Linked DNA regions of Rattus norvegicus: region 1 is linked to region 2. Evidence: chromatin contacts called from public Hi-C data. All regions are on one chromosome and are shown on one strand. The core of a region is the stretch at or near the end of the contact, and the rest is flanking DNA. Distances in the headings are between cores, read along the strand shown. Region 1 overlaps Irs2 (insulin receptor substrate 2). Region 2 has its middle 140 kb from the start of Col4a1.

Evidence for each region. Hi-C and Micro-C count contacts between places; a contact is called where the count stands out from the background.
Region 1: a Hi-C map of psoas muscle shows a contact between it and region 2, with 4 times the contacts expected there. The contact joins two enhancer-like sites. A contact is called at or near these places in 7 of 12 Hi-C or Micro-C datasets (Schwann cells, hepatocytes, kidney and 4 more) and 1 of 1 datasets of contacts at active chromatin or transcription factors (oligodendrocytes).

What each region holds. Positions count from the first base shown.
Region 1 is chr16:85,200,776-85,207,540 of GRCr8, reverse strand. All of the region lies in intron 1 of Irs2 (insulin receptor substrate 2), which reads right to left. Among named protein-coding and RNA genes, the nearest start is that of Irs2, 14 kb to the right of the region's middle. Within about 2 kb of position 3,485, at least 3 of the 93 cell types and tissues checked have an H3K27ac peak or open chromatin away from gene starts, as enhancers often do. A contact at or near this core is called in Schwann cells, where this site is marked.
Region 2 is chr16:85,019,558-85,026,322 of GRCr8, reverse strand. No RefSeq gene overlaps it. Among named protein-coding and RNA genes, the nearest start is that of Col4a1, 140 kb to the right of the region's middle. Within about 2 kb of position 3,977, at least 40 of the 93 cell types and tissues checked have an H3K27ac peak or open chromatin away from gene starts, as enhancers often do. A contact at or near this core is called in Schwann cells, where this site is marked.

The DNA of each region.
Region 1 (6,765 bases), core at 2,236-4,735, 180 kb before region 2:
CGCTCATATCTGATCCTTTTTAATGAGGGAGACTAGGTGATGTTTATAATGCCTTGGGAAACCAGCCTGCCTGCTAGACTGCACATGACCATGGCCTTCATGGCCTTTATGTCCCCTGCACTCAGGGCAATGATCCTTAGTCAGCCTAAGTTCAACTAACTATAACAAAACCAAACCTTACAGCTTTTGTGTCACTTCTTGGAGCAGAAAAGAGAAACAACCTCCAAATGGGAACGAAAATCTGAAGGTGGTCTGATACTCAGGGAGGAGAATACCTCCATCTCACAGATGGTAGTGTACAGCAGAGGCCAGCCGTCTCTCTGCCAGTAAAGTTTTACCGGGCCACAGCCACTGTCACTCTCATAGCACAGCTGTTTCCACCTCAAGCACAGTTGGGTAGCTATGGTAACCAAGCAGGAACCTTCACTGTCCAATCTTTCACAGAACCAGTCTGCCAACCCTTCAAGGCAGATGAGCCCACCGACATTTAACAAGGAGCCCAGGAGAAGATGGGAGCAGGTTTGTCAGAACAGCACCACACATTTTCCACCTGCGTGTTGCACCTGAGACTAACTGATACCCTTGGAAATTATCTGCAAGCTTACGCACTTCAGAAATGCAATACTGTCTGCTAAAGGCCACGCTATCCTCTTACAGACCCCGCGAGTCATAAGACTCACTGTGAAGCCAGCACTCTTTAGAACGATCCTCTGGCTTCTTAATGCACAGCACAGCTCAGAATCCATCTGATCACTACTAAATGCAAGCTTTGCTGATACTCAGCTTCACAAAGAGAAACTGATATGCACCACACCTGCAATTCGTAATCAGCCCAAATCTTTCTTGGGTCATTTGAAAATGTGACTTCAAGGGCTTCCCTTCTACCCTGATAGGTATAGTTGGTACAAGAACTAGCATTAAAATTACACATATCCTCTAAGAAGCCCAATTCTTTACTCGGGTTGAGCACATTTTTTGTATGATGACTTATACACTGGTGTAAAGAACTATGTTTTATGTTCACTATAAAAATGCCTACAACTTTAGTTATAAAAACTTCTATTTTTTTCTTGTCCAATTATGGGAGCATAGAATAAATATCCTGAGCAGATTCACGTGTTTCCCTTCAGCTGATAGCCAATCTGCTTGGGAGCTGCGATGGCTAATACTGATTATCAACTTGCTAAGATCTATATTCAATCACCCAGAGGACAGACCTCTGGTTAACAGAGCTGGGAAGACGCATCAGCCTTCTGTGGGTGACACCATCCTGTAGGCTAGAGTCTTGGACTGAGTAAAACACAAGGGAAGTTGAGCTGAGGCACACTGTTCATCTCTTTCTGTTTCCTTTTTGAGGATACAATGTTACCTTCTGTCTCAGCTCCTGCTGCCATGCCTTCCCACCATGATAGAAGCTGAGGCACACTGTTCATCTCTTTCTGTTTCCTTTTTGAGGATACATTGTTACCTTCTGTGTCAGCTCCTGCTGCCATGCCTTCCCACCATGATAGAAGCTGAGGCACACTGTTCATCTCTTTCTGTTTCCTTTTTGAGGATACAATGTTACCTTCTGTCTCAGCATCTGCTGCTATGCCTTCCCACCATGATGGACTGTACTCTCAAACTTGGGAGTCAAAATAAACCCTACTGATTTGCTTTTGTCAGATGTTTCGTCATAGCAACAAGGAACTTAAAATGGAGAGCTCAGCAGGCAGGGCCTCTGCCCCGGCTTGCACCCATGAGCCACCTCTCACACTGCCACTCCCTGGGGGGCATAGAAGTCATTCTCTGCAACTGTTCCTGCACCCTGAAACCTACACAGCTTTCCATGCTTCAGAGAGATGCATGTGTGGAAGGTGTGATGACTCAATGCCGTCAGTCAGACACAGGACCATGGCCACCATCAACCAGGTAGTTTCTCAGCTAGGTCAATTCCACCCACTCCCGAAGGCAGGTATCTCCCCACCTCATCCACACCCTCAGAAGTATCACAGTGAAACCATCAAAGGAGTTTCTGTATAGAAACCATAATGTCTATAAACAAAACATACATGAATATTGATTTTTACATCAAAAGCACATGCTTGGGGCATGACTCACACTCTGTGGTCGGACTCCTTCACCTTTCTGAGTATATTCAGTCATGCAGGCAGGCAGCCACACGCCATGTTTTGAACTACAAAGACTTCTCCGGACCTGCTCACCTGAGCTGCTGAGGAAGGCTCCTCAGGCTGTTTGGGGAGTCACAGCAGTAGGATATACAGTACCTGCTGTCACTGCCTCTTCCCCTCCTAAGGTGCATCAGGAACAACAATGCTAACACCTATGATTTCTAGCAGCAGAGGGACCACTAGGAGGCAAGCAAAACCACAGGTAAACAAGTCCTAGCAAAAAGAGAACCCACCCAGCTGAAATCTGAGAAGGTACTGCCGAAGTAGGGGAATTCGAGTTGGAGGTTACTCGAGACCACTGAAAGCCAGAAGCCTGCATAAGCCCCCGCTCCACTCAAACAAGGGCAGGACAGAACCAAGCCAAAGCATACAGTAAGTATACCACAATGTGGCACAGCATTCAGCCACCACAGGGCTGCTCCAGCGCCTAGTTGAGTCAAATACACATGATCCACACGGACTTGGGCAGTACAGGCGCACCTTACAGGTGACTAAAGCACTCGAGTCCATATGTACTACATGTCCAGAAAGACTACTTCAGTTCAAGCAGGACCTCTACTAGCCACCCACACTAGAGCACTCAGGTCCAAGGCTCCTGGGTAGGGGTAAGGACCAAGGCTTGTGATAGAGGATGAAAGGCTAGGCTGAGGACAGTAAGACAAAGCAACCTTCCCAGTCCTCCCAATCCCCTTGGATAGCTAGACCCAAAGCAAGGACATGTCACCTGCTCTTGTCATTCAGGCCCAGAAGCCAGAGACCTGTAGGTCAATCAGGAAGCCAGCAGACATCCTGTGAAATTCTGTCTTCTCCCAAGCCCTCTGCAGCAGCTGGGAGGGGCATGGGAGGACACCCAGCAGCAACTGGGCATGTCCACTCAGGATGAAGGTCTGCAGAGAAAGGGTCCCCATCTCATGGTCAGAGGACAATAAACTATGAAAGGCTGGAAGAGAGATAGAGGCAGAGACTAAGGCACTCTCTTTCAAGGGAGTGTCTTCAGAACCTCATCTTAGGAGACTATCTGGCTATGATGAATTGTTCATGTTTACGCATGTGAGTCGTGGTCTACATGAATGTTGGGAAATAACTTCGCCTCAATTTCCCTTCAAGCCGTGCTTTGACTTCTGGAAGGAGTAAGAGCTGTGGAAGTGAGACACGGAAGGGTGAATCTCACTCCTAGCTTGTCAAAACGGACAGTTCTCTAAGGCATTGCCTCTGTAGTAACTTGTTAAAATGTGACTTAGCAGAGGGAGGCTGAACTGGCTCCAGACACCAGCGAGCTTTTAAAGCTATGCATGCTGTTGGCTGGAGACATGTGTCATGTGTTCTGCACACTGACAGACCGTGCACTCACACTGGCCATCCTCGGCCTCATCCCTGCACTCATGGGAAGCCACTTCCCCACGCAAGCCAGATCTCCACACCTGGAACAGAATCCGAAGTGGCCATTATACCCTCCTTTCCAGGTGTTGCTAAGGACTGAGGCCTAGGAGTCCACCATACCTGCTCAGTACTACATAGTCCTACTTAGACCATTTCTCCCCCTGTCACACAAAAACCAGCGTCTCAGCTGGGATCTCTAATCCACGCCATGGCAGATCCTGCTTAATGTTCCCAGTCTCCAAACCATCATTTGCAAGGTTTTATATTTTAGTGGAGTCATCTCAGTCTATTTCTAAGACCTTTCATCCACTGCCCATACCCATCTGCCAGGGGGAGCTGAGATCCTGAACATGGCAGAAGGTAGGGCAGTAGCAACTCCAGGGGAAGGAGGGAAGAGGTGCCCCTGCTTCTCTCACAACTAGGAAGGCAGAGGACAGCAGGGTCACAGCAGTGACAAGTGGCTTCCTGGAATGCACTCAATCGCAGGGAGGCCCACGCCTTGCTCGGGGAATCCACACACACCATACTTAGAAAGGACTTCCATGTGATAGCAAGAGGTCCTTCCCAGCACACCAGAACGCGGGGTCCCTAGGTTTTACAACTAACTTTTTAATTAAATACATCTAGCGGTACTCTGGTAAAAAACATTGCCTTCTCATACAAGCCCACAAAGTAACTAAAAAGAGGGCAAAAGCCCGATATATTAGCCTTCCTCCTGCCCCTGTGTGTGTGTGTGTGTGTGTGTGTGTGTGTGTGTGTGTGTCTGTGTGTCTGTGTGTGTGTGTGTCTGTGTGTGTGTGTGTATATGTATGTGTGTCTGTGTGAGTGTGTGTGTCTCTGTGTGTGTGTATGTATGTGTGTCTGTGTGTGTGTGTCTGTGTGTGTGTCTGTGTGTGAGTATGTGTGTGTATATATGTATGTGTGTCTGTGTGTGTGTCTGTGTGTGAGTGTGTGTGTGTATATGTATGTGTGTCTGTGTGTGTGTGTCTGTGTGTGTGTGTGTATATGTATGTGTGTCTGTGAGTGTGTGTGTCTCTGTGTGTGTATGTATGTGTGTCTGTGTGTGTGTGTCTGTGTGTGTGTCTGTGTGTGAGTATGTGTGTGTATATATGTATGTGTGTCTGTGTGTGTGTCTGTGTGTGAGTGTGTGTGTGTATATGTATGTGTGTCTGTGTGGTGTGTGTATGTGTGTGTCTGTGTGTGTGGTTGTGTGTCTGTGTGTGTCTGTGTGTGTCTGTGTGTGTATATGTATGTGTGTCTGTGTGTGTATATGTGTGTGTGTCTGTGTGTGTCTGTGTGTCTGTGTGTGAGTGTGTGTGTATATGTGTGTGTCTGTGTGTGTGTATATGTGTGTGTGTGTCTGTGTGTGTGTGAGTGTGTATGTGTGTGTGTGTCTGTGTGTGTGGTGTGTGTGTCTGTGTGTGTATGTGTGTCTGTGTGTGAGTGTGTGTGTATATGTATGTGTGTGTCTATATGTGTGTGTGTCTGTGTGTGTGTATATGTGTGTGTGTCTGTGTGTGTGAGTGTGTATGTGTGTGTGTGTCTGTGTGTGTGGTGTGTGTGTCTGTGTGTGTATGTGTGTCTGTGTGTGAGTGTGTGTGTGTATATGTATGTGTGTGTATGTGTGTGTGTCTCTGTGTGTGTGTGTGTGTGTGTGTGTGTGTGTGTGTGTGTGTGTAGTCTCAGAGGCCACTTGATTCTGCCTAATCTATCTCATCCTCCTCCAAAGCTGAAGGCACAGAGATAAGTTGCTGTTCTAGACTCAGTCACTTTTGATTCCAGGAACAGCAGAGCCTCCCAAGGCAGCCCCCACCCCCATGAAGACAATCACCTCTGAACACTAGGGCAGGCCCATCCTGCAGAAGCCAGCTGTCCCCTCAAGCAAGAAGCACTGTGGACCACCCTGAAGACCCAGAACTGAGGTGAGAATGAAGGGAACCACACCTCACCAGGGGCCGCTCAATTACACAGCACCCTCGTCCTTCCAAATCCTTCCTCTCTCTAAACCCAAGTCAGTGCCCCAAGATGGACCTGTGGCTCCAAGAAGCACCTATCCATTCTCCCTCTCAATGCTTTGAGGACATGGCCTCCATTTGCTTCTTCTGTGACAGACTCCATGTCAGGAGTGGCCCGTTAGGGCACTCAGAGTTCACTCTTCCATTCTGGAATATTCCATTTCTAGACTGCCCAACAGTGGCAAGATGGTGAACTTTGAACCCAGCTCTCTCCTGAACCCGGAGAAGCTGCCTTGGTTTAGTTTGACTGGAAGTCTTTCTCTCCATCAGCCTGCTGTGGGCACTTGTTCATGATGGCAGGCTATGGTTTTTAACTGTGAGCATCTAATGAACTCTTGGTGTGTCTGCCTAAATATACTTTTATAATCACGCTACTCTAAAAGGGGCAGCTCGTGGCCAGTTCAACTTGAATGAAACCCATTTGTCATCATGTGAAAATCCAGCTAAATAACCTTGCTCACAATGTTTTTAAGGACCTTAAGAACAATAAGACACTGTGGGATACTGGGTCCTAGGAAGATAACCACCCTGCAACAGCTGACTGACTATGAACCGGTCCTGAGGCTGACTGTAAATTGGTGAATTTCCTGATCTATTCATCATTAACTGAGTTAATGACACATTTCTTTGGAAGCTGCTAACGGGTTGTGAAGGGTATGTGATATTCCATGCATAGGACAAAGACACAGGAGGTAAGAACCTTAACCCAGCCTGCGTCACAGGTCAGCAGGGCTGGCTCTGTTCTCAAAGGATGGAGGCTTCAGCAGTGCCAGGTAGCCTCAGCCGTCACGATGAACTATTCTAGAAAAAATGTCTTCCTTACAACATTCCCCACTCTCCTCTGCTTCTTGTGTGAGCGATCCTTTCAGTGGGCACTTTGCTTTTCTACTTCAAACACATCCTTTGTCTACACCCAAGCAGTTCCCTACACAGCACAACAGTGGAGGGTGGGGGTGGGGGGCTGCTGCTGCGCCCGTTCAGTTGTTCCAGTGAAGAGAGCGACCCCCAGGAAAGAGGCACATTGCTCAGATGATCACTCGACGTGTGCCAGCCTCTGGGCCACCTTCTCCAATGCTCTCCTGATGGTATTTAATAACTACTCTGCCCAAATTAAACCCGACCAGCCTGTAAACGCATTGTTGAGGAGGAATCAGTGGTTCCCAGCTCTGTGTCCTCGAAGGCACTTAGTGATTCTACCC
Region 2 (6,765 bases), core at 2,728-5,227:
ATGGCTCAGTGGGCAAACGCATCTGATACCAGGTCCAAGGACCAGAGTTTAATCATTGGGATTTACATGGCGGAAGGAAAGAAAAAAAAAAAAACAGTCCCCTAAAGCCATCCTCTGACCTCCACATGCATGTCATGGCATGTATGTGCGCACACACACACACACACACACACACACACACACACACACACACGAACACATGCACACAGAGGCACACACTTTACATATACAATAGTAATAAATTAAATATTTTTTATTTATTAACACTCTGGAGTATTTTTCACCTTGTGAGAGCAGTCTCCCCTACCTGTGAGCAGGCTCCGTTCCGTACACTGCTTTACCGTTTGTCTTTTCCTTGTTCAGTGAAGCTCAGCCCTCTCTGCAGGGTAGGACACACATTGACCCATTTTCTCTTTTTGACTTGGAGAACAGGGACTCCTTCTGTGCGTGAGTCTCTGTGCATGGTTCAGGTAACCGTTGCTCTGTGGGTAGACCTGTTCCTCCATGTTCTATGAACTTATGACCAGACCTTTGTATACTACTGTGTCCTGGAAAAAAAGCCGGGTAATGCTCAAGTGAGACACGTACTTTCACACGATGTGTTGTGTGCAGACCCCCAGGGGAACATCTTGCTTAAAGCTGATACAGATATCTGGGTCTCTCCCAGACTGCTGACTCAGTGGGTCCACGCTGGGCCTCCATTTATCTCTGACCAGATGCTGCTGCTGCTGGTGGCCAGGCTGCCACATTTGGGGAATACTTCAGCCAGACTGTAGCAATGCCTTCAGGGAGCAGGAAACAGCCTGACCTCTGGAGCTGCAAGGAACTGGGGTTCATGGGTCAAGTCCCCAGGCCCACTCTTGCTAGGGAAACAGGAATAGGAGCTCCTGAACACAGGATGCCCAGACCATCACCCACTGGAAACCTCCCTGAAGTTGGTGACCCTTATTTGTCCTTCTCAGAGTGTGAACCAGTGCCTCAGAGGGTGACCAGGTGCCTCAGAGGGTGACCAGATGCCTCAGAGCCTCCCATGCCCTTTCAGCATGCCCTACATCCCTGGGTCCCGACCATCTTTTTAACAGTGCCTAAGACATGACAGTTGCTACCACCCCCAAAGTCTCAGCCCCCCAGTACATATTGTTTTAAATTAATCTTGCCCAATGAGATGAAAATGATATGAATGGGAAGTCCACACAGAGGACCCTTGAGCCCCCAGAACTTGGGACCTTGATATCGCTCAGGCCTGTGTGATTAGCCCCTGCTGTCATCTGGGGTATCTCTGTTCTTTGATGTGACATTTTAAACTACAGGACAGGATCCCCAGGGTAGAAAGTGTATGCAATATTGTCTGCCACCCTCTCGGGACAAGGGGCAGGAAGGATACAGAATACCATCCACTCTCCTCAAGACACAGCCTGTGTGGCATTTATTCTCAGGACACCAGCCAAGAGTGGCTGGCAGTAACTGGTGCAAAGTAACCGTGTGTAGAAGAGTCTCCCTCATGTGACATAAGAGGCAGAGGTATGAGTCATCTGAGCTCAAGGCCCATATTCAGCTTGGGGACACTCTCTGCTCCTTTTTTAAGACCTAACCTTTCAGTCCTTGAGGTTCTGTACTTGGTCTCTTCATTTAGCAAGTAGTATATCCAGTATGTCACACAGCTGCACAAATCTCCAGGGACTGTGGCACATGGGGTCTCCTTTATCCTGGAAAATAGACATGTCAACTGTTTCTCCAGAACAAGCGAGTCTTGGAACAAGTCTTGTTAGCTAACAGTAGGCTCTCACTCCAGGAGTTTTTCTCACGAGCTGGAGCCTCATGGTCATGACCATAGTTCAGAGGTGTAGGAATGAGGTTCGAAACCAGCTTTGGTGGCTTCTCTGAGGGCTTTGAAAAAGTCCCAGGAACCCAGGCCTTTCTGCTGCTTGTCCGCACGGTCTTGCATTCTGCAAGGCTGTGGATGTGTAGGGCCCAGTAAGGAGCAGCCAGGATTCTTACCTTGCTGTGTGTTGAGCAGCATGGCGAGAGTCTGTGAGGACCTGTGGTGGGTACTGAGCTGGATGCCGATACAGAAGACAGGTCCTCCTCAGGTTCAAGGGGACAGATGGCAGGTCTATGGCAGGGAGAGCCTGTTTGCTAATGTGGTGAGGGTGGTGGGTGACAGAGCTGGGATTCTTGACTCACTCTGTCTTAGGAGCTGCTTTAAACTTCTGGGACAGTTTATCAATTCCCTGTTAGCTCCTCTCTTTCCTTCCCCATGCACAGAGGTGACATGGGGCACTAAGAATTGGCATTTCATGTTTTCATCAGTCAAGGACTTACTGCTTTGTCACAAGGTTTGGGGACCCTTCTCCTCTCCTCACAAGTATTCCCAGAAGCAACAGGGCCCACAGATGAAGGCAGTGACGATGCCACACTCCCTGTGAAGTGATTATTCAGGGGAGAGAAGTGAAGGCTGGAGGGGACAGGTGGCAGTTTTGCTCACGGCCCCCAGGCTGTGGCAGGGTGAGCTCCAGGGGTCTAACTGCAGGTAGAGCTGGGATTTTTCTGGGTTCTCTTTTGTGTTTGGGAGAGCCCTTCAGCATGAGCAGTGAAAGAGTGTACCCCAAAAGCACATGCTGATGCTGGGGGGCTGGCTTTTACATTTCAGTCCAAGGAGCCTAATGGGGTTGCTGACCTCATCCTTGAGACTTGAAGGCCATAGGCCAGCCAGAAGGCCTCCGAGGTTAGGCCAGGTCTAGGCCCAGGAACCAGGAAAGATTTGACAAGAGGAGAGAGAGCTTCCTGGTGGAACTACAGAACCAACAGTAGAACAACCAGTCTGCGAGAGAATGGTGCGTCCTACCCAAACCCATCTTCAGAGTCTTGCTATAATCTAGAAGAAATACCGAGTCTGTGGGCTTGAGTCTGAGTTGATCTTAAGGTAGGGCTCACGGGCCTGAGCAGCAGATGGAGCAGAGGCAAGGACTCCCCCCGGACTGCACTTCCAATGAGCTTGGGACCAGCAGTGGATGGTGGGAGGATAGCTCAGCCTGAGGTTTACGTCTTCACAGCTATCGTTTACTCAGAGAAAATTGAACGGTATTTAGTAACAGACTTCGGGAGCACAAAAACCTCTCAGCCTCACAAAGGAAGCCCTGCTAGGTGAATTACACCACCAAAATGGCGTGTTCAAGTCCTACCCCAGAAGCCTATGGACAGCAGCTTAGCCGGCTCCTCACAGGGACTCCCGTTTCTGCAGCTATGACAACTTAGAACAAGACAAGATTTTGAGGGCCTAGCCAGAGCCAGGATCCATGTAAAGAGAGGGTGGTGTGGGCACACAAACGGAAAGAGTAACATGGATCACGGGGCTAGGACTGGAGTGCCACAACTGGATCCAAAACTGCTAGAAGCAGGAGAGACCTTCCTACGAGCTGCGGGATCACTCAGCCTGCACACATCAACATGCAGAACTAGAAGGGAAGAGACTCCGGTGGTTCTGAGCCCTGAGGACTCTGAGACGGTGAATATATAACCTTCACTTTCTGGGTGAGCGCAGTGAGATCAGAACTGGACACTCGGGGTTGGGGATTTAGCTCAATGGTAGAGCGCTTGCCTAGCAAGCACAAGGCCCTGGGTTCGGTCCCCAGCTCCGAAAAAAAGAACAACAACAAAAAAAAAAGAACTGGACACTCAGCAGGGAGGTGGGAAGCGGCCAGAGGCCAAGCCTCACTCTGTCCGGCTTCCCAGAGATTCCGCTCACATGCCCCTCTTTGAGGTCCTCTACGCCCTGCGATGGGAATCACTTCTGCAGGACCCGCCCACAGACCTCCAAGGAGCAGCTGGGAGAAGAGGCACCGGAGGCTCCCAGGCTGCTGAGCCTTCGGTCACATGCTGCTGGCAGCCGCGGGCTCACGTGGGTGCCAAGTGCTCCATTGAGCCGTTGGCATGCCTGGCATCCTGGTTGCTCTCTGTGGACGCGGGTGAGTCACAGAGAGAGCGTCATTAACTGCTCGCGTCAGGGCCACACCAAGGCATCAGACCCAGGACACAGGAGCCCCTAATATAGACACATGCAAGTAGTTCTTGTCAGCAGCTCAAGCCCGGGGATCACCCTGGGAAGTCATGTGCGCTCCCTTGTCACCCACCCAGTGTGCCAAGGTGTCCTTTACAGGACACCACAGAAACCAAAACTGGCGCTGTGGCAGGGAGCCCAGGGCTGTCCTTTCCTACAACTGTAGCCAAAGAACACGGGTGGGGGTGAAGAGGCAGAGGCAGGGACTGGCACTGAGGGGTGGGGGATGTGGGAGCTGGTGCTCGTGTGTGTGTGTGTGTGTGTGTGTGTGTGTGTGTGTGTGTGTGTGTGCGCGCGCGCGCGCGCGCGCGCGCGTGTTTATGGGTGGATCCAGGTAATGGCTGCTCGACAGGAACCACAAGGAAAGCAGGAATGGGCCAACCAGGAGATGACCTGACCTTTCTGTTCAGGTTCAGGGCTGGTACCCTGGGAAAGGAGAGTGTCTCAGGCTGAGCCACTTTGTGTGGAGTGTGCTGCCCCCTAGGGGACAAACAGCCAGGGCGCTTAGGAACTAGAAATGAACCCCAGTTGCCCTTGGGTGATTTGAGGCTCTAGGCTTCAACCAGGAAGGGTAAATGGGGTGCGGTGCAGAGGATGCAGTTCTGTGGGGAGATTGGGGTACAGCAGTAGCATGTAGGGTACAGGAAAAGGGGATGGGGTGTAAGGACAGAAAGAGCACAGGAAGGGGAATGGGGTGCGGGAGGAAGGATCGGGTGCATAGAGGATGGGGTTCAGGGAGGATGAAGGACAGGGAGATTATGCAATGGGGAGATTATGGGATGCTGGGGATAACTGGGTTCAGTGGACGATGGGGTACAAGGAAGAGGATGGGGTGCGGGCTGGAGGCAGTTTCTGGGCCGCGATGGAAAGAGGCAATAGTACCTTGACTCTGCCCACAATAGATGACCTTTTGTGCCGTCCAACCCAAACTACCACTGACTGGACCCTGTAACTCTAGGTGCTTTGTGGCTCTGCATGCTAAAGAGACTTGGGTGGTCTGACCCCTGATCTCTGTGAACTTCATGGGAGATGGGGGATGGATTTACCTGTTCTGCATCATAAGTGGTCTTGAAAAACAGAACACTTGTCACATTGAAGGTAAATTTCCTTTTGTGGCATTTCCTCAAGTGGTAAGGCTATAACTACTGGGTCAGGTGTGGCTCTTGACCTGCCAAGAAGAGCAGCCACTCTGGGGCTGCCAGGGGCTAAGAAATAGCTTTTCCATCAGGGCTCCCAGAAGGAATCGTCCTTTGATAATGACTGGCTCAACCTAGTGAGACCCATGCCAAACGCCTGACCTCCAGAAAAGGGACGAGTCTCACTAGTAAGGTAGCAGTCACTTGTGGCTCATTATTGCAAAAAGGTACCAAGGGAGAACGTCTTCATTCCACACTTCTGGGAGTGAAGAGGCTTGTAGACAGGAGGGAGACACGGGGAAAGACAGACAGACCAACCATAGGTGCCAGCCTAAGTTATCAGTAATCACAGAGGTGTGCCAAATTAAACTCCTCCCAGCTTATCTCCTCTTGACTGCAGCACGTGCCTGCAGTCTTGCGTCCAATTAGCCAGTGATCCCTTGTTTAGATATTCTTGGGGAGGAAAGGGTTTATTCCCCTCTTATAATTGTAGTTCATTATAGAGGGAAGCCAGGGCAGGAACTCAAGGCAAGAAGTGAAGCCTTAGAGAAATGCTGCTCATTGGCTGGCTCTCCATAGCCTGCTCAGCCTGCTTTTAAAAAAAAAAAAAATGCAACCCATTACTATCAGCCCAGGGTCAGCGCTTACCCACAGCGAGCTGGGCTCTCCCACTTGAATCATTAATTAATAGATCGCCCCACAGGCGATCTGATGGGGGCGTTTTATCAATTGATGTTGACATGATGACTTTCAAGATGACCCCAGCTTGTGGCCAACTGACAGAAAACTGACCTGCACAAGTGAATTACAAAAACTAAAGGGCAGAGGAGGGCGCTCATTAGGAACGGAAGGAGTGTAAGAGGAGTGAACACGTTTAAGTATTTCGCGAATGTATCTAAAGTTATTTGAAAAGCAATTTTTAAAAAGGAAAACAGACAAACAAGAAGAGGAAAACAGAGGCGATTCTCTACAGGGTGGAGTTTGGAGACCTCCAGGTTAATGAAGTTGATGAAGACCTGAGTACCTTTACGTGGTTTTTCCTTTGAGCATCCCTACACTCTTTCTGGGAAGAAGAAACTAGGCATGACAAAAGCTGAGAGACCCAGAAGTATTCATGTCAGCCATCTTTATGGCGTAAGATAAACACACCCCAGAATGCTCCAACCTTTCACTACGTCTCCATTCCCCGAGCGAGGCGTATCCAGCAACACATCTGCCATCTTTCTTTCCTGAACTAGGACCTTGAAGTGAGCATGCTCAATACTGCGCATCTCAAACTGCGCATGCTCAGGACTGTGCCTGCCGCACACTGTTCTCCTAGACGAGTTGTGTCCGCTCCGGAAGTTTCCAGTATTCCATTGTTGGGAAGGAGACTGATTTGGCAATGACTCCATTCCTCTCTTTCCTTGCTGGAGCCAGGGAGAGGGGAATGAATCCTCTCGCCATAACTTCTTGTATAAGCTTGGTTTGGCTTTGCCCTCACCAAGAGGAACACTGTCGGTTTAGTTATAAATGCAGCACGCCCCCCGCACACATTTTGTGCAAACTTTTCTCCAGAAATAGCGAGAGGAA